3 separate regions of the Triticum aestivum genome follow, and regions 1 and 2 are each linked to region 3. The links are chromatin contacts, called in public Hi-C maps. All regions are on one chromosome and are shown on one strand. The core of a region is the stretch at or near the end of the contact, and the rest is flanking DNA. Distances in the headings are between cores, read along the strand shown.

The links. A called contact is a pair of places that touch in the nucleus more often than the background predicts.
Region 1: a Hi-C map of leaf shows a contact between it and region 3, with 5 times the contacts expected there. The contact joins the enhancer-like site here to the promoter of LOC123145488 in region 3. A contact is called at or near these places in 2 of 5 Hi-C or Micro-C datasets (both in leaf).
Region 2: a Hi-C map of leaf shows a contact between it and region 3, with 10 times the contacts expected there. The contact joins the enhancer-like site here to the promoter of LOC123145488 in region 3. A contact is called at or near these places in 2 of 5 Hi-C or Micro-C datasets (both in leaf).

The regions. Positions count from the first base shown.
Region 1 is chr6D:415,637,566-415,640,744 of IWGSC CS RefSeq v2.1, reverse strand. No RefSeq gene overlaps it. Among protein-coding and RNA genes, the nearest start is that of LOC123145491, 280 kb to the left of the region's middle. Within about 2 kb of position 1,759, at least 5 of the 8 cell types and tissues checked have an H3K27ac peak or open chromatin away from gene starts, as enhancers often do. A contact at or near this core is called in leaf, where this site is marked.
Region 2 is chr6D:414,268,160-414,271,283 of IWGSC CS RefSeq v2.1, reverse strand. No RefSeq gene overlaps it. Among protein-coding and RNA genes, the nearest start is that of LOC123145485, 8.4 kb to the right of the region's middle. Within about 2 kb of position 1,288, at least 5 of the 8 cell types and tissues checked have an H3K27ac peak or open chromatin away from gene starts, as enhancers often do. A contact at or near this core is called in leaf, where this site is marked.
Region 3 is chr6D:415,012,304-415,015,434 of IWGSC CS RefSeq v2.1, reverse strand. It overlaps LOC123145488 (AP2-like ethylene-responsive transcription factor BBM1), which reads right to left and starts at 1,712. Exons shown (of 9, transcript XM_044564914.1): 1 at 1,245-1,712; 2 at 446-1,107; 3 at 240-322. The coding sequence starts at 1,032. It overlaps LOC123141810 (a long non-coding RNA gene), which reads right to left. Exons shown (of 6, transcript XR_006470425.1): 6 at 2,619-3,040.

The DNA of each region.
Region 1 (3,179 bases), core at 510-3,009, 630 kb before region 3:
TTCAAATTCGTGCACATTTTTTTGAAAATTGATGAAACTTTTCGTATTTCTATGATTTTTTTTTAAATTCTTGGTTGTTCTCAATATTTTTAAGAATTCACTTTTAAATTTGTACTTTCCTTTGAAATAAATTATACTAGCCATGCATACGTTAACTAAAGGAACGATCAAATAGCACGGTTTCTAGATAGAGGTCGACCAAATGAGCTCGACCTGGTGGTTATTAGCTAGAGCCATCAACACTCACATACAAAGTTGGAACCACCTTTTCCCATAATACTGATAAGTAACAACCTTCTTAATTTATTTTCTTTGTGTTCTCTGTGTTTGACAGCAGGTTGTTGGGCCGGCCCAGGAGCACAGTGCGCGAGCGCCAGATGCAAAAACCAGCGCTGAAGTACAGGAGCTCGCCCCCAATTCTTTTCGCTCAAAGTCTGAAGATGGCCCGTTTCCCCATCAAAAGGATAAAAAAGAAGATAACTCATTTCAGTAGGAAAAAGTCCGAAATCACTAATTAAAGAGTACTCGTTGCAAAGAACACTCCATCTTCCCAGGTCACGACAAGTGGCGCACATGCAGCGCGCCACTTGTCGCAACCTGGGAGTTTTCCCTTTTTTCGTAGATTCGTTTATTCAAAATGTTTTTATCTTTTAAACCGTGCGTCCAAATCTCAAACCGTTTTCACCATTGGATTCCTCGCGTCAAGATCTTCAAAACTAGATCCCATGTTGATAGATTTTGACGAACTTTTTTTTTCGAAAATAACCGGACGAAAAAACCACCCCCGGGAGCACGGTTTTTTCCCTTTCCGAAAGAGGCACGCCCGTGCCTCTCGCGAAATCAGAACCGTTTCTCTCGTGGAAGCAAAACCGTGACTCTCGTGGAAAGAAAAAAAACAGAAAACGCGTTTTTTCCCTTTCCGAAAGAGGCACGCCCGTGACTCTCGCGAAAGCACAACCGTGCCTCTGGCAAAAGCAAAACCGTGACTCTCGCGAAAGAAAAAAACAAAAAACGCGTATTTTTTTCCCTTTCCGAGAGGCACGGCCGTGACTCTCGCAAAAGCACAACCATGCCTCTCGTGGAAGCAAAACCGTGACTCTCGCGAAAGAAAAAAAACAGAAAACGCGTTTTCTTTTTCCCTTTCCAAGAGGCACGACCGTGACTCTCAGGAAAGCACAACCGTGCCTCTCGCGAAAGTAAAAACCGTGACTCTCGCGAAAGAAAAAAAAAAACAGAAAACACGTTTTTTTTCGTTTCCGAAAGGCACGGCCGTGACTCTCGCTAAAGCACAACCGTGCCTCTCGCGAAAAAAAACGTGACTTTTCACGAAAGAAAAAAAAAGTAAACGCGTTTTTTCGCGCAAAAAATGTTCTTTTCCAAAAAAATTGGTCGAAACACTAAGAAAGACCGGGGAAAAACCAAAACGTCGAAAAAACCCGGGAAAAAAACCATTTAAAAAGCCGAAAACGCATGCGGAAAAATAAAAATAAAAATCTGGAGGGAGCGTCTAGAGCGCAACATGTGGCGAATGGCTGAGAGCGCGCCAAGTGGGGCTGATCGTTGCGAGGCTTCCGAAGGAGCGCTCGTTAACTAGTTGTCCCCGAAAAAGTCGGAACATAGCCTTTGTTGGGCCTAGGCTACCCGTAGACACGCATATCTTCGGACACCATGCGAGCTGTATTGCTACGGTTGGGCCCATCCTGTTTTAGCAGAAATCCAGGAGACCCGCTGGACCGTGCGCGCGAGCTGTGGTCGTTACGGCGGGAGCTCCTATGCGACGCTAATTGCGTCGAAGTGTCGATGTTTCGCACAGGCGTGGCAAACCTGGGCCGGCCCATTTGGCATGAGCGAGATGAAAAAACGCAAAAAAAAGAAATACGCTGGTGCTGGGATTCGAACAGGTGACCTACAGGTCTCGAGCACGGTACGCTAGCAGCCGTGGCCAATTAGCTCTTGTGCTAAATGTGCAGCACAACATTAAAAGAAACAACAGCAACAACGATAAAACTTGAAGTTTCTAAGGAATCCCAAAATTGCAAATGATAACATTTTTCAAAATGACGAATTTTTTTGTAACAAGCACAAACTTTTTTCGAAAAAAGGAACAAACATTGTAAACATGAAACATTTCTCAATTTGCAAGCAAAAATTTAAAACCTGAAAATATTTTGAATTTCTGAACAAAGTTGTAAAGCTAGGACATTACTTCAAACCCAAACATATTTCAAATTTGTGAACGAAAATAAAAATATATTTCTTTTGAAATTCAAAACAAGTTTGCAAAACGTGAACAATTTTCAAAACCACAGTGAAAGAAACAACAGAACAGCGGTTAAACTTGAAGTTTCTAAAAAATCCCGAAATCGCAAACAAGAACATTTTTCAAAATGACGAACAATTTTGTAACAAACACAATCTTTTATTAAAAAAAGGAATAAACATTGAAAACAAGAAACATTTCCCAAAATTGCGAACAATTATTTCAAAACTCAAACATTTTGTGAATTTCTGAACAAAATTTTAAAATCTGAACATATTTTGAATTGCTCAAAAATTTGTAAAGCTAGAACATTATTGCAAACCAAAAACATATTTTAAATTTTTGAACAAAAATAAAAATGCAAGCATTTTTTTGAATTTCAGAACAAATTTTCAAAACATGAACAATTTTCAGCGCAACAGTAAAAGAAACAACAGCGACAGCGATAAAACTTGGAAGTTTCTAAAAAAATCCCAAAATTGCAAACAAGAACATTTTCAAAAAGACGAACAATTTTATAACAAACACAAACTTTTTTCGGAAAAAAGGGAACAAATACTGAAAACAAGACACATTTCTCAAAATTTGAACAATTATTTCGAAAAACCAAAATATTTTATGAATTTGCAAACAATATTTTAAAGCCTGAACATATTTTGAATTTCTGAATAAATTTGTAAAGCCAGAACATTATTTCAAACCCCAAACATATTTTAAATTTGTCAACAAAAATAAAAATGTGAACAATTTTCTTTGATTTTGAGAACAAATTTTCAAAACGTGAACAATTTTCAAATTCATGAACAAAATTATAAAATTGTTCAAACATTCTTATATTTTTTTGAATTTTCGAACATTATTTGTAAATAAGTGAACAAATTTGGAAATACTTTTACTTTTTTGGAATTTCAGAACAAAA
Region 2 (3,124 bases), core at 39-2,538, 740 kb after region 3:
TGGCTAATGTATTTTATTCTCGTTTTTGGACCCTCGATCCTAGGATCTACACCATGTATTTGCTTTTCCCATTGCTTCCTGCTTAATATATGAAATGCCAACAACGCTGGATCTTTCAAAGAGAAAGTTATCACTCCAACGATGATCAATATACATCAAATTGGAGATTATCAATTATAGACTATTATATGAAAGTTGTCCCCGGAAAAAGAAATCACGTTGACAACCCAGATCTACTACATGTACGTACTACCCCTATAGGCACATCACGAAATAAAATCAACATCTCTTCGTTGTATACGGCGACAGAGTGACAGGCAAACGATACTAGCTAAGTGGCCTCACGACAATACAATCAAGCTAGGCAGGTCCACGCAGATGCAGTTGCTGTACGTACGTACGTGACTGTCGAATCGCCGGGCCGGAGCTGCAGGAAGTTAACGAGCGCAGACTGGTGAAACACGATCTTGGCAGCTGGAGCGCAGGACCACGCTGGGAGATTTCATGGTCCTCAGCCTACATGTCTAATTTGGTTCGGTCCCAAGATAGGAAGCTGAGTCGTCTTTTCGACCGGCGCGTGCGTACGTGACTGGCCGTCGGCTCGATCGGTCCCTCGCCCCGCCCACGGTCGGCCAGCAATTTACTACCTCACCAAGAATGGCGATCCGATCCGTGCAGTAGTAGAGTTTGTGAAGTTCACACACCGTTCTTGCATGCCCGTACGCACGGGAATCAGCACAGAAAACGTGTTCTTCTGAACCTGGAGCCAGCACGATATGCGTCACGTCCACTTCACGGTGCGGCGAGGTCCGGACTCCCACAGCGACGGCCTGCCCGTACCACGGCGCGGCGTCAACGCTTCGCGGCCAATCGCGAGCTGCTTCGTGCCGCCGCGCCGGCCGCTCCTTCGGTCGTCGCATGCGCGAGTGGCGTGGAGAGGTGGCGCAATCGCCGATCGGGCCCGTCACCTCGGGTGTACGTACCACCAGGCTGGCCGTCGTCAGCCAGCCTCAGCCTCAGACCGCCGCGCGGCCGGTCCCCGGACGGTGAGCCGGTGAGGCGTCACCTCCGTCGATCCACCGGCATCCGACCCACGCATGTATTGTACGTACGGCGGTGCGGCGCCTGGGCTGGGGGCGGGTCGGGTCGGGTGCGTGCCGGGGGGGACCGGCGGCGGTGGTGGTGCTGGCGGCCGAGCTGCACCGCTGCCCGCGGGGCACGATGTCCCCCTGCGGCCGCGCGCGCGCACCTAATGCTGCCGCGCGCGATCGAGCCGGGGACACGGACAGCTGCGATGCGCCTGCCGCGCGCGTGCCGTGCGCCCTACCACGCCCCTCTCCCGTCCACATCGACCGATCATATGTGTGTGTGTGTGTGAATTGACGGAACGCGCCCGTCCCTCCCTGGCGAGCTAATAATCTCGCTCAAGGCCCAGGTTAGGTGAGTGACAGCATCATCCAGTGCAAGTTTGGGGCCGGGAACCACGCGGGGCGCAGGGCAGGGGGCATGCATGCGTCCATGATTGAGTAGGAAGGCGGTTCACGGAATGGATCGGCTCCCGGGAATTCGCACCGAAACATGGGTGCCATTAACGTCGTTTCGGTGGACATGCATAATGTACCTATCGACGTACTCCTGTTTTTTTCCAATCACACTACAATCAAAGTCGCTCACATATACAGACATACACTCACCCGTATGAACGCATGCACACATACTCTATTTCTATAAGCATCTCCGAGAGACTGAGCCGGTATAGCATCTTAAAGTTTTACAAAGTCATCACAGACGTCTCGCGGTCGACAGAAGAGGCACAAGCACAAGTCTGAGTTTGAAGACAAGGAGCTTAAAACATCTCGTTTTAGGCATTACGGAATATGCATATCCAACGCCGTCCCCTAAAATAGACACGCTACTTGTGTCCGGGCTCATCCGTAGCAACGGATATGGGAGCCGATCATCCAACCACATCCCTTTAATATTCGTCCAAGTCTGGCCTCCTTTATTTCAAATGTGTGTCCATAGCGTATGATCACAGTCAAAAAGAGATGGATATTCATAATTAATACATTCTTCCGATCACAACCAACAGTCCAACACACAATGAGCCCCACCGACATCTAGCAGGAGCGGGCTCCATCCCCGCCGCTGCCACAAGTACTACCTCGGCGGTTGTGGATCGTGTGGCAGGTCTTCCACCTTGTCCATGAGCAAGAAACCCCTCACCGCGGCTTCGGGCGCGGCACTCGGCATCCTTCGTCAAGACATGGGTGTCGTTGGCCTGGCTCCTCGCTGACCCAGACCTCTCGGGGGCATGGGCCTTGAACCGGTCCAAGACCACGAAGAAGACCGATACCCGTCGCCGACGCCGAATTAGCTAGGACCTACTCCACATCGTGGTCGTCGCCTCGTAGCCAGAGCTTCGAGAAAAGGAGGAAGCACAATGGCGCAAGGCGGAGGAGGATGTGTTGCGGCTACCGCCCGGGCGTGACACCATGGTCGAGACAGATGCCACAGAGGCCGGGGCGGCTTCCCCAACCGCCCTGACGACCACGACAGCGACAACAACGGTCTCAGTGGCCTTGGAGGTCATACCTACGAGGTCACCGTTTGCTCTTTTGTCTAGTTTAGGTTATATTTGGTTGTAATATATCCAATTCGTTAAATTTCGTCTAGTTCGGATGTAATATATCAAATTCAGTTAAATTTCATCTAAATTTTGCATTTGAAATCTATGAATTGAGAAAAAAAATGAGGCATGGCATTGGATGGTCTCCGCCCAGCCGTATACCCGTGAGCACATTTGAACATGATCGAGGACATTCGAGCGTCTTGGGACGTGTCCGTGGACATTTGATTGCAATCGTTTGAGGATGCTCCAACTATGAGCACCTTTGGGCATCACTAATTTCCACGACACCCCCGGACGTGTTAGCGGATAGTGAGTGGGGTGAAGGCCATTCAACCGGATCACCAAATGTCCGGCACAGTTCAATTGGATTGAACACAAACACGGCCGAAGTTTAAGTAAGTTCCAAGTATTTCATGCAAACAGACGATATTTAACAAATTCAATCTAAATTTCAACTAAACTGAAAACTAGGTGAGGTTCCAAACGGTGACC
Region 3 (3,131 bases), core at 463-2,962:
GGAAAGTAAGAATTATCTACCTATTTATCTCTAGTGTTTCTATGCCTACGCGTGGGCTGTGGCTCTCTCCTGCATGCATGCTGCCCTAGACCTAGCCACATTCTACAATGGACCGCCGACGACGAGGCTATAAGCATAAACCGCCAAATATCACAAATGTATCCTTCACAAATAGATCACGGCACAGACATACAATGTATATAACTGCCCCTTAGAAGCTCCAAATAAAAGAGGCATACCTTGCTTTCCTTTCCTTCTCCGTCCTTCTACTCTGCAAGTACTGTCCCACAAATGAGCTTCATATTTCCCACTCCACCTATGCCTGCACAATTGATTAAGTTTGGTAAGCATCGCCATCTATGATTTGTTTAGTTAATATAGTGAAACACATTGTTGTGTTTCCACTGATCAAATACTAATTACAGGAACACAAAACCAAGCTTACCTGGTCACACCATGGAAACAAGATGAGCGGGAGCCAGGTGCTCGCACCGCAGTAATTGCAGAAGTAGAACCGGCGGTGCCCTTCTCCTCTCTATACTCCGCAACCGTCACAGGATTAATAGAATCAACAATTTCCTCAGACTCGTCCTTTTTGACAATGCTGAGAACTTGAACTCCCTTATAATTATCGCCACCATCCGCACAACCCTCATTTTCTGGCACAGTTACCAAAGCATCCTTCTCCCCGGCATGGTTCTCGCTATTCAAAGGGTCAACCGAGTGGCTCTTCACATCTGCACAGGCCTGAACTTCACCTTCATCAACCTCCTCATTCTTCGGGACCTTCTTCTGATCAGTGCCACTGGACTCATCTCCCTTCTGAGTGCTTGCATCGTTGGCCTCTGACTCCACTGCACAGTGCAAGACACCAATCTCCGTAGTGGCAGGGGCAATTGCAGGCAAGGAATTCAGATTGATGGAAGGGCTCCTCTCGATCTTCCGACCATCCCCAGATTCCCCAGCAGCTTTCTCCTCCACAAAACCGTTCATTTGCTGACCCTGACTAACTTCCTCCCCGGATTTCATCATCTATGTACTGGAGCAGAGACAAAAACAACTCCCAAAACCCTAACCTACCTATCAGCCTTCCTATTCACGAACTATCTGAAAGACGGGAAAGAGACACAGAGCATCCCAAACAAGAAAAAAGAATCAAACGGTTAGATCCCAACCAGGCAATCATTCCATCGCCCAGCAGAACTTCCTCTGCCGCTGCCAGAATCGGGAAAACAAGAAAGTACCTTGAGCCGCCTGCTCGCCGCGATCGAAAGATCCGGAGGCCTCCAGGGGGACGGGCCGAGCCGCGCGGCCAAGAAAGCAAAAGAAGAAATATCCCAGCGCGGATATTAGCAGCAACGGCGAGGCAGCGAAAGCTGGAAAAATCTATCAACGGAAATGGATACCGAGGCAGGAAATAAATATCGGGCGGGGTGGGGCGGCGGAATTGGGGAAGGAAACGACGAGGCCAGCGCGGGCGAGGGGCGGCCTAGTGCGGAGTGATGCCGGAAACAACAAACTAATCGCCGGTGGAGAAGGAGAACAAAAGATTTGGACAAATCGAGAGAGGAAACGCGGAGTGGGGGAAATCGCGGGGGTCCGGCGGATTTTATCTCGCGCTTGACAGGGCGCCGCCGCACTGGCGCTCTGAAACCATCGGATATTTGCTGGATCTTTTACTGCTACCACCTGCAGCGGTTTCTGGCAGCACTACACCAGGAGTAAAATACAGTAGAAAAATAAAATAGTGCTCGTTTTATTAATATAAATGGGGGATTTGCTGGTGATAGAAAATGGAGGTGATGTGGTGATGTGGGAGTTTTGCTTCGTGGACGACGCCCTCGTGATGCGTGCCAGGCTGGAGGAGCCTGGCAGTGGCAGTCCGTGCCTCGGAGGCCCCGTTCTGTGGCGGTTACACGTGGACGGAGAAAAATGTGTCGCGAGTGTGGAGAGAAGATCTGGGCCGTTCAGGAGGCATGAGGGCTGAGAGTGCGTGCTGGAACGTTCTAGCGGATGTACGGTGGGGAGCTGATCTCGAGGCCGACGGCCTCGACGGCTCGGAGCTGCGGAAGATTAGAGGGCTAAGATCCTGCGGCTGCGCGTCTTTGCTTGCTTATGTGATTTTATTTTACTAGCACAAGGCCCGTGCGTTGCAACGGGGCATATAAATTTTAGTGGTTTGACATTGTGTTATAGCATAAAAGACCATGCGTTACAGCGAATACAAAATAAATAAACGTGTGGTTACAAACCTGAAAATTATTTTACCAATCAAACAACTTCTATTATTTGGTGGTTCAAATGAATGGTGTCAAATACACATCAACATTGTCAACTAATAGAATTTGCAAATAATTCCAGCTCAGTAGTCATGTGGCATGTTCCCAATTGCAACAGAGAAGATTCTATTTTAGCTTGTTACACGAAATTTACATTTTTTTTCTAGAAGAAATATTGCCTATAAATAAATTAAATAATAATGATAAACTTTAGCACAATGCAATGGTTCATATTTTTTAGTTTAAGATGAAGGACATGAAAGAGAAAACGATGACCATACTAAGGCTACAGGAAAGGCACACAAAGCATATCATACAGTTATTATATAACACCACGCCTTTAGACATTTCCAAATATACAAAACATAAGGTACTGAATTCTTTTACATAGATTGATATGACTCAAAAATACAATGGTCAATGAGAGGACAAAAAAGGCACAGGATTTTCTTTTGTACATCAATGCCAACTAAAAATAATAAGAATTGTAATTAAAGAAAAGCGACCAAAAAAACTGTTAAGAGCATTTGTCTTGCACTCTGACTCAATGTTTTGCTGGCACATTTGCTCATGAACAAATTTGCTTTACTAACCCTCCTATAAAACTTTCAGCTGGATGTCGGTGCCACCGAACTACCCGCTCAATTTTAGGCTCAACTCCAACCAGCTCCATTCTAGGAATAGATGGATTTGTAGTTTTCGACTCCTACTTCAAAAAATTTTGTTGGGCCTCTACTTTGAGTGAGAACCATACAGTCATACTGCAAACACATAAAAAGTAACGGTTGAAGTAATGCAGAATAATATTCTCAAGTTTAATATACACAGGAAAATGAAAATATCATTATAACA